Linked DNA regions of Mus musculus: region 1 is linked to region 2. The links are chromatin contacts, called in public HiChIP or PLAC-seq maps. All regions are on one chromosome and are shown on one strand. Each heading gives the region's core, a stretch centred on a gene start, on an enhancer-like site or on the middle of the called end of the contact. The rest is flanking DNA. Distances are from core to core; before and after follow the strand shown. Region 1 holds the start of Hebp2 (heme binding protein 2). Region 2 overlaps Nhsl1 (NHS-like 1).

Region 1 (4,567 bases), core at 418-2,917, 91 kb after region 2:
TAGCTTGTCACGGGGGCTGTCAGCTTGATTTTCATCTCTACGTCATGGAAAAAATGAAAGCAATTTTAGCATATTATGGCTGATGTTTCTTGATTTCCTTTACATTACCACTATAAATATGTACCCTTGATATGTCTCATCTTTTTGTTTTTGTTTTTCTTTTATAAAGGGGTAGTGGTAGAATGACACATTACTCTACATTAAACAATTTTCTGTAGTGTTTTCTTGGGTTAATAAATTCTATATTTTTAAACATAAAGAAGAAATCACAGAAAACATGGGCCAATTATTTTTCTCTATATCTCAGAAATTGTGGTCCTAAGGCGAAGAGACTTGCAAAATTACACACACACACACACACAACTTGAGGCTCATGCCCTTGCATTTTCCTGTCCCTTGATATCACTATTAGAGGCATTTGGCACAGGAAAGGACTTCTCCCTAGGTAGAGTCCCATTTCATCTAGGAAAAAAAAAAAAAAATGAGGAAAGTATAGACCTTGACAAGCAGAACCCAGCAACACTCTACTGTAGCTACACTAAAGTTCTTGAAGCCAATCGTGAATAAAAACATTAGAGTTTCAGTCATCTGGTTATTCGTCTATTACAAAACAGAATTCTTCAGGAGACTAAAACTCAGTAATCGCAGCATCTCGGAGGCTACTTTTACCTTTCTCATTTTTGCCTTGAATGTAGCCATTCAATTTTGTGAAACCAGTCTGGATGGCTGAATCCCAGTCCAGGGACTCCACGCAAGTGCTGACCCACTTAGCCGGTCCGTAGTGCCGGATCTCATAACTTCCTGGCTAAAATGGTACAGAGAAAACTTAAGAGAAGTAACTCATGAACTCATGAACAAGCAGCAACTCATGAACGTCAGGAGGTGAGAGTCCCCAATACAGGAGAGCTGCAACCCTCTCCCCCCAAGGTCTAGCCTGAGGTTCCCGTTCTTTAGGACAAGCATGGACTCTCCTGAGGTTTCCCTACGGGTTGGAGAGCAGATACTGCCCTAAGGACAGATTACAAGCTTTTCTTAAATCGAAGCGCTGGGTCTGTGTAGTAGTAACCAGTTTCTCCCTACCCCACCCGCTCCGCGGACAGGAAGTGGATGTATGACTCTCTCCTGGGGTCAGCTAAACAACGCATCTCCTGGTTCGCGCAGATCTAAAATAGTATATATATATATATATATATATATATATATATTTTAACTTAACTCTAGGGGACTCTTCATATCACGGTAAAGTAGCCCAGATGAATCTTTGCGGGCCCTGGAAGACGCCTACCTGGGGGTCTATGTCCTCCGGAGCTTTCCAGCTCGGCATCTCCAAGGCCTGATCCTCTGAGCCCTCGGCCACCCCGAGGTCTGGCTCCGGCTCCTCTGCCATGAGTAAGGGCAGCTTGGGAGGGGCGCGCCCTGTTTGTGTTCACCGGCCACCCTGTTCTGAGTCCCCTCCCCACCGGCGCACGCTCGGCCCTGCAGCCCTTACTGCGGGTCCGTAGGACATTCTCGGTCTGAGCCACAAGGCGGCGTCGCGACCAACCTCAGGCTTGCGCCAGCCCTGGCCACACCCCTCTGCAGGGATAAGGTCAGGATCAGCTAGCTGATCAGACTGATCAGGATCGGCCGGCTGGCCCTGGGTCATCTAGGTCCTCTGCAGAGTCCCTCCCACCTAGCTGATGTTTTGCAGAACTGGATTGTGGGCAGTGGTGGGCGGAGGACTGAGCAGCTCCTAGCTCGGTTTCTGTGGAACCAGTCCGGGCACCCATTCAGGGAGCCTCTCCCTACATTGAAAACGCTGCCAGCGCCTCTGCAAAATCAGCTTCCTCCCCACCCTCACAAAAGAAAATCGCCTGCCCCAAGACTTCGCAGCGGAGCTCCAAGACCTCTAGCAGCTAGCACTCAGGACTCTGACTCCTGCTGCCCTTAGATCCTGGAGTCCAAATTGGGATCCGCAGACTGATTTATACTAGAAGGGCAGCCAGGGCCCACAGTTTTCAGGTTTGCTCAATGTGGAAAGTCAATGGAGACCCAGCATCTTTGGGGAGAGCAATGTGTGTGTGTGTGTGTGTGTGTGTGTGTGTGTGTGTGTGTGTGTGTGTGTGTGTTGTGTCTTGGGCTACTGAAACCATCTGAGTCCTCCAGTCAGCCCTGGAGGACGGGCCAGAGCACACACTAGTGCTCTTTAGATATTTTGGCTAGGCTTCATACTTTTTCCAAAAGATTTATTGAAATAAATTTATATATAATTCATCTCTTTTTTCTTTTAAAATGTTATACCGATATACAATTTATCTTGATCATATCCACCTGCCCCTCTCTCCCCTCAACTCCTGAAACCCCACTCTCCACCCCACCTCCACCCCATCACATCTTCCTTCCAAAATTCTTTGAGTATTTATTTAGCTCACTGGATTCAGCTAGTTCAACTCACATGCACTTAGGCTGGAGTCTATCACTGAGGCACTGAAAACCCATGCTCACACTCCTAAAAAGAAATGAGTCTCTAGGTCCCAGCAACCCGTTACTGATAAAGAATTCTCAGGAGTACTCCAGAGACATCCCTCCCCCATGCTGGAATTTTTTTCAGTTTTATTTTTAATTACATGTATATGTTTTAACATACCTCTACTATTTAATAAACCAGGCATTGTGGTGTACCCCTGTAATCCTAGAACTGTGAGTTTGGAAGCAGGAAACCCAGAAATTCTAAGTGACCCTTGACTACACACAAAAATTGAAGCCACTTGCCCCACCCCCACCCCCTCTTAGCTATATCCGAATGCCTCAAAAACAGAGAATCAGTAATAATAGTAAAGTGAACTACTTAATGGCTTTCAATTATATTTATGGAGTTTTGCAGCAATTACAATGCTAGCCCATCTTTTAATGATCTCCCCCCTCAGCCTTTAGCATGTTCTAAGCCCCTGTGCTAGTTAGTTCTGTTTTGTTTGCTTTTTTTTTTTTTTTTTTTTTTTTTTTGTCAGTTTGGCATAAATCCGGGTCATACGTGAAGAGGAAACTTCAACAGAGAACACACCTGCCTTCAACAGATTGGTTTGTAGGCAAGTCAATGGGGCATTCTCTCTGATGAATGATTAATGTGGACGGGCCCAGCAAACTGTGGGTGGTGCCACCTGGAACAACTGGTTCTGGGAAGTGTAGCTGGGGCTGGGCATGGTGGCATAGATGCTCTTAATGCCAGCACCACACTGGGGAGACGGTTAGCCAGATCTCTGTGAGTTGGAGGCCAGCCTGGTCTTTACAGTGAGTTCCAAGACAGCTAGGGTGGTGTAGAGAGACCCTGTCTTGAAAGAAAAGCAAAAAGAAAGGTAGCTGAAGGTGAGTCTGGGAACAGGCAGCACTCTTCCCTGCGTGGTCTCTGCTTCAGTTCTTGCCCACAGTTTGCTGATATCACTCAGTGATAGACTGTGGTATGGAAATGTAAGCCAAATAAACACTTTCTTCCCCGAGTCACTTTTGGATAGTGTTTTATGGCAGCATCAGAAAGCAAACTGGGGCACACCCAACTCCTAGAGCCATGCTCCAAGAAACTAGTAACTTGAACTTATCTTTGTGGTTTGATTGGAAACCAAAAACAAAATAAAGCAGAGGGGCCTACCCACCCTGCACCTCCCATCCTGCTGATTGACCACGGGTCATCTCTAGAAAATGTCAAAGAGCCAGGATGGTGTAAAAGTGTCCCAGATTTACTGAGTCCACGCCTAGCGCTCAGACACTTCATATAGAAGAACCACACTGTGGGATGCTCTGTGTGACTAACTGCCTTTGCTTAAAGTATCTTCAGGGTTCATGCATGTCATACACATTTTTTAATGGTCAAATAAGGATTTTTATAAGCAGTTTGTTTATCAATGTATGATGATTTGTATTGTTTCAACTTGGACTATTGTCAGCTTTTGTGTAGGGAAGGGTGGAGGAAGGAGGGGGGGGGGAGAGGGAGAGGATACAAATTGTATACAGGTTCTTGTGAACTGCTAAGTTGTTCTTGAACCATTTGATACTCTATTTACCTGCATCCTCTCCAGTTTTCCTGTAAGTATTTTGTGTATATACAACTTGCTTTGTAGATGTGATTTCTATTCTTGGAATTCACTGTTTTACAGTGTTTAATTCAGCGATGTTTAACAAATTCACTCAGTTGTAAACCCAGCACCACTATCAAATCCCAGAATATTCTATCACTGAAAAAAAGAGATCCTATGAAGTTGAACGGTCCCTCTCATCTGTGACCCTGTCCTCTTCCTCATCCCTGCCATCCACTGAGTTACTTTCTACATCTGTAGATTTGCCTCACTGAGCATTTTGAATCAATAGAATCAGATAGTGTATGATTACATAATCATCGGTATGATTATATAGACTGGCTTCTTTCACTTACTGAGAGAACTAGCATTTTCAAGCTCGATCTGTGCTATGGCATGGACCAGTCCTCTGTTCTAGCTCACCGCTGGAAATTAACCCATTTTTTGGACCTGGTAATTTAAGCTACTTTCCTTCTTTGCCCTTCCCTGACTAAACAACTGTGGAAAGAGCTCTGGCCATA
Region 2 (4,724 bases), core at 259-2,758:
GGCCGTTGATGGAATTTGAGCAAAAGTTTGCTCTAATTTGCTTAGCTTCTGATCCAGGAAGTTCAGTGTAAATAGCTGCTACTGGGTTTACATCCAACTTGATGGATGGGGCATCTCCACCTCCAAGCATTTGGGAGCATGGCAATAGTCCCCCCTTGGCCTGCAGTGGGGACTGTCACAGCTTTACATTTCCTATCCTACCAGGCTGGCCTGCCTTCCAGGCTTCCCTGCATTCATATATGAGGTTTGCAAGCAAGGCTCTTCCAGCAGGCTCGCATTCTGAATTGATGGTGTGTTAAGCAGTAACATAGCAGTTTGTTTGTATCTACTGGCAACTGGAACAGCCCTGGTCTGCCAGTCTGGAAGTGGTAGTCAGACTTGTGTGCCATCAGTGCTGACCAGCAGGTGGCAGCAGCTGCATTTTGCCATAGCAGTCCTGGCAGGATAGAAGGTAAATTCCTTGTCTGTCCAGAGATTTGGCAAGACAGCGAATATTCTTTATAGTGTGTGTACGTGCACGCATGCACATGTGTTCATCTTGTATTTTTCCCTCTCAATATCATCAGAGTGGACTCTGTTGTCTGCCTGTATGTGCTCTGGCTTTGCCTTCATAACTACTTTTAAAAGTCTGTCTGTTTTGGTTCAATGATCTGATATTTTTTCCCAGAATAAAGACACTGCTTTGATTTATGTGTGTGTTCTTTATTGGAAAACTTGTTAATACTTCGTAATTGTATATGATTAAGGTTGATGGGAAATGAGCATTTTAAAAATGATCACAGAGAAACCCTTTATGGCAGTGACTTTGGTCATGAATGTAGTTTCTATGACCCCCCATCCCAAAAGGGAATCATTTTACTCTATTTCTTTTTCGTCAACGTTAGTTTACAATTGTTCAGTTGTTTTTCTAAGTTATTTTCACCCATACCTGAAACCTTTTGTTAAAAAGTGTGTGTGTGTGTGTGTGTGTGTGTGTGAGTGAGGTGGGATTGGGGGAGGGGTTCGTGGGGTCAGAGGACAACTCTAGGCGGTTGGTTCTCTCCTTTCACCTTTTCATGGTTTCTGAGGACTGAACTTGGGTTGTAAGCCTTGCCTGGCAAGTGCCTCTAGCCAACGAGTCATCTTGCCAGCTCTCCTCCCCTCTTTGAGATAGGATATCTGTGTAGCCCAGGCTGGCCTTGAACTAAGGTTCCTCCTACCTTTATCTCCCAAGGGCTGGGACAACAGGCAGGAAGTGACTCTTGGCTTATGCAGTCCTGGGGATCTAGTCTGGGCTCCATGAATGCAAGACAATGGAGCTATATCCCCAGGCCTGTAATTTTTTTTTTCCAGTACATAGATTTCTATCTTATACAAAAACCCCTGTGTTCAACTCTTTCTAGCCAAGTGAAGCCTAGCAGGCAGAGTACCTCACCTCTGTTCATGATCTCTCTCAAGACATTCTGCAAGCCCCACGCTGTCACCCCGCTGGCACCAGGTGGTGTAACCAGGTTCAGATGCAGACTGAGTTATAAGCTGAAGGGCGTGGTACCTGGGTCTGTGGAACTCAGAGGATGAACAGAAGAGGCTGGGGAATCAGGCCCAAGCCTAGCTTTCAGGAACAGGCTGACCCAGGGAACTGGCCCTCACTCCTGGCAAAGCCAGCGACCAGTTTTTGAACCCATGATCACATTGCTTCAGCTGAATGCCCTACCAGCCAAATGAGTGCCACACGCTTCCATCCTCCAGGAAGTCCGAGGCTGGGCACAGGTACTTCAGTTACTTCAACAGTCAGAGTTGTCAGTAGAAATCATCCAGTTGGCAATGAGCACCCTACTTTTCGAATATTAGACTCAGCACTGATACATATGTGCAAGAGCATCTGTGAAAAGCAGTGTGCCTGGGACTGGGAGAGGAGTTGTGACAGGGACTGTGCACCATTGTGTATTCATATCTCCATATTCCCAACTAGCCAGCCACATGATGTCTTCTTTATGCCTGTGCCCCTGTTTTGTATAGATGCTCCTTCTAGTAAACTCCCTCGTCAGAGTCTAGCTCATGGGCCACCTGTTCCATCAAGTTTGCCTTGATCTTACTTCTTCTGTATGACTACCACTCCAGGCATGCATTCTGTAATTTATGCCTATTTACCACTTTATTTTATTTGTCATCTTCTAGCAGATGGGACTCTTCCAGGCTAAGGAATAGATTACTCATTGTGGGTTAAAAATAGAGTCTTGAGTCCTACCCAGGGCTCAGCAAGGTAGGTTTGATTGCATGCACCCCCGCTGCGCTGCCAGGTGGGCACTGGGATGTGAGAAACCACAGGACCCTGTCTGGGCCGAACTGAGGCCAGGGACGTCAGGTTCTCAGTCTTGGACACTGCAGACGCTGCTGGATGTCTAGGAAGAGCTGAGAATGGAGCAGGTGGACCCTCGGGCAGGCTCTGGCCTGCGGCTGAAGGGAAAAGGACAGAAGAAGGGAGCTCCAGCTGGGTTCCCATGGGGAGGAGAGTCCTAGACCTGCTAGGTCAGCTTGGCTTGGGTTGGCTGGCAGTGTCCTAGCTGAAGCACGGGGAAGCCTCCTGGGCGGAAGGTTAGACGCATGACTAGTTAGGGGAAGGCCTGTATCCATTGCTCCAGCTGAATGCCCTACCAGCCTGATAAGAAGAGGCAGTCCATGGCTTTAAGATGTTTATAGTAGAAAGGCAGAGAGAGGGAGAAGAGTAGAGAAGTAGAGACTGTAGCTGCAACAGGAGCCAGGGGCCCAGGGCCTAGGGCATGTGGCCAAACCCCTGCTGGAAGTCACCACCTACCGAGTCACTGGGGACCAGGCTGTCTGTGCACAGCTCACCACCCCACACTCATATCATTCAATTTGATTGTTTAAGAAGAATTTCCAAAGCCAGCACAGGTGTAGTTCCTGTCTCCCAGAAGCACAGTCTTCATAGTGGGACAGAAGAGAATCATGATAGCACATATATGTGACAGAGGAATGGATATTCCACTCCAAAAGTGGCCATGACCGTTAAGGTGCAAAAGTGGCCATGACAGTTAAGGCAAGAAGAGGGTTTCTGAGAGTTTGTCTGCATCTTAGCATCTGCAGAGCCTAGGGCAGTGGTGGGATGAAGCTTTAATTCATTGCAACACTGCAAATGAATTGAATGATTTCCTTGTAGTGACTTTTCTCTCTCGGGTTAAAAGCTTTTTATTGATTTGAGAACCCACAGGCACTTTAATGTTATTTTTTTTTTAATGTCACAAGAATGAATCCTGTAGAGCTGTTATGTTTAAGTGTTTTTCCTTTTTAAAGATTTTTAAAAATTTTATTTGTAAGGGTGTCTTGCCTACATGTACATAAGTATACTGTGTGTGCAAAGGGCCCCTGGGTACTAGAAGAGAGTCCTTCTATGGGTGCTAGAAGATAGTGTTGAGTCCTCTAGAACTGGGCTCACAGAAGGTTGTGAGCTGTCATGTGGTGCTGAGAATCAAGCCAAGGTCCTCTGTAAGAGGTCTTAGCAAGTGTTTAAAAGAAACCCCTTGTTTCTTTTCATGTAGGAACTTATTAATTTAATGGAATGATATTAGTTGCATGCCTATGAGTATTAGATATGATGTCATTCCTCTATACCCTGAAGAGTCAGTGAGCTGCACCCTCTATGGAATGGTCAAGATCACTTGTACCTGGGAGATTCAGTCACTGAACAGACCACTAAACAAAGACAAGTCATAGTTGTATGAAACAATGTCACTGAAAGAGGCTGAACAGAATTCAAAGGTCAGGAGATGTTTATTGCCTGAAGAAATGACAAGCTAATCAGAGCCCCAAGGGATAATGGAGAGAAAGCGGGATGGGGGAGGGGGGAGGTACTCCATGGTTTGTTCCACAGCATCCCGCAAAGCACTTTCTCATGAAGTCTTCTGCCTTAGCTCACCGTTGTCTGTGCTCATGTGATTGCCAGTAAGCGAAGGCTTTTATTAGGGGTGAGCAAACCGCGAGCACACAAGCAGCGAGCACATAGAAAAGACACTGGGAAACACAAGCGGGTCTCCGGAAGCAGAAGCCGTAGCTCTCCTCGAAGGCTGGGGGTTTTCAGGGTCTTTGAGAGGCTCTTCCTACTCCCACTTAAGGTTGGTCAATTTGAAGAAAGACAGACAAGGAAGCTGATAGGTACACAAGTTTTGGGCTAAACACACCCTGGTCTGGTCTTGAGTTTGATCAGTTCATAGTCCAGCTTAAGCTCCCAGGTTTTTGTTTCAGGACAGGAAAGTGAGGAAGAAGGCCAACCATCTTAGAGGTTAAACATTTTCATTTTCTAGTTATGGTCTCTATTGCAAGCTATTTCTTAAGGGACAACTCATACAGGTTAGAAAATATATCCTAACCCACATATATTCCTTTTAAGTTCTCCAGACTTCCCCTGACCCCACACATCTCTGTTATAGTTCCGCATCTCCACATTCTGTCGGTTTGGCCTGGCACCAAGGGTGGCACTGTGCAAAGTGAATGGCGAGGCCTTGACTCTGGCCCTCTAGGAAATGTAAACGGCAGGTCTGCCCTGTGCAGAGTGCTTTGGGAATAAAATAAAGCTGCTTAAAAATGTTTGAGTTCGGGGATGGATAATTGATTTGCAATGTGAACGGATTCAGGGTAGGCGAGTTCTCTTAGGAACACACATTTGTGGAGATTAGAGGTCATGGTCAGGGAGACTTCCATCTAGTCTGAGTAGAAGGAAATTTGCTAGT

The links. HiChIP or PLAC-seq counts read pairs in DNA pulled down with a chosen protein or histone mark.
Region 1: a contact with region 2 is called in an H3K4me3 HiChIP or PLAC-seq map of neural tube, with 2.9 times the contacts expected there. The contact joins the promoter of Hebp2 here to the enhancer-like site in region 2. A contact is called at or near these places in 7 of 39 promoter capture datasets (embryonic stem cells, hippocampal neurons, liver and 3 more), 3 of 15 datasets of contacts at CTCF or cohesin (CD8 T cells, the NIH/3T3 cell line and embryonic stem cells), 51 of 484 Hi-C or Micro-C datasets (the AML12 cell line, CD4 T cells, CD4 single positive thymocytes and 30 more), 15 of 115 datasets of contacts at active chromatin or transcription factors (the HPC-7 cell line, acute myeloid leukemia, bone marrow-derived dendritic cells and 7 more) and 3 of 9 other capture datasets (adipose tissue, liver and pancreatic islet).

The regions. Positions count from the first base shown.
Region 1 is chr10:18,544,409-18,548,975 of GRCm38.p6, forward strand. Hebp2 (heme binding protein 2) reads right to left here and starts at 1,668. Exons shown (of 4, transcript NM_019487.3): 1 at 1,286-1,668; 2 at 670-805; 3 at 1-37. The coding sequence starts at 1,387.
Region 2 is chr10:18,453,178-18,457,901 of GRCm38.p6, forward strand. All of the region lies in intron 1 of Nhsl1 (NHS-like 1), which reads left to right. Among named protein-coding and RNA genes, the nearest start is that of Nhsl1, 48 kb to the left of the region's middle. Within about 2 kb of position 1,509, at least 28 of the 459 cell types and tissues checked have an H3K27ac peak or open chromatin away from gene starts, as enhancers often do. A contact at or near this core is called in intestinal villus epithelium, neural stem cells, neural tube and 2 more, where this site is marked.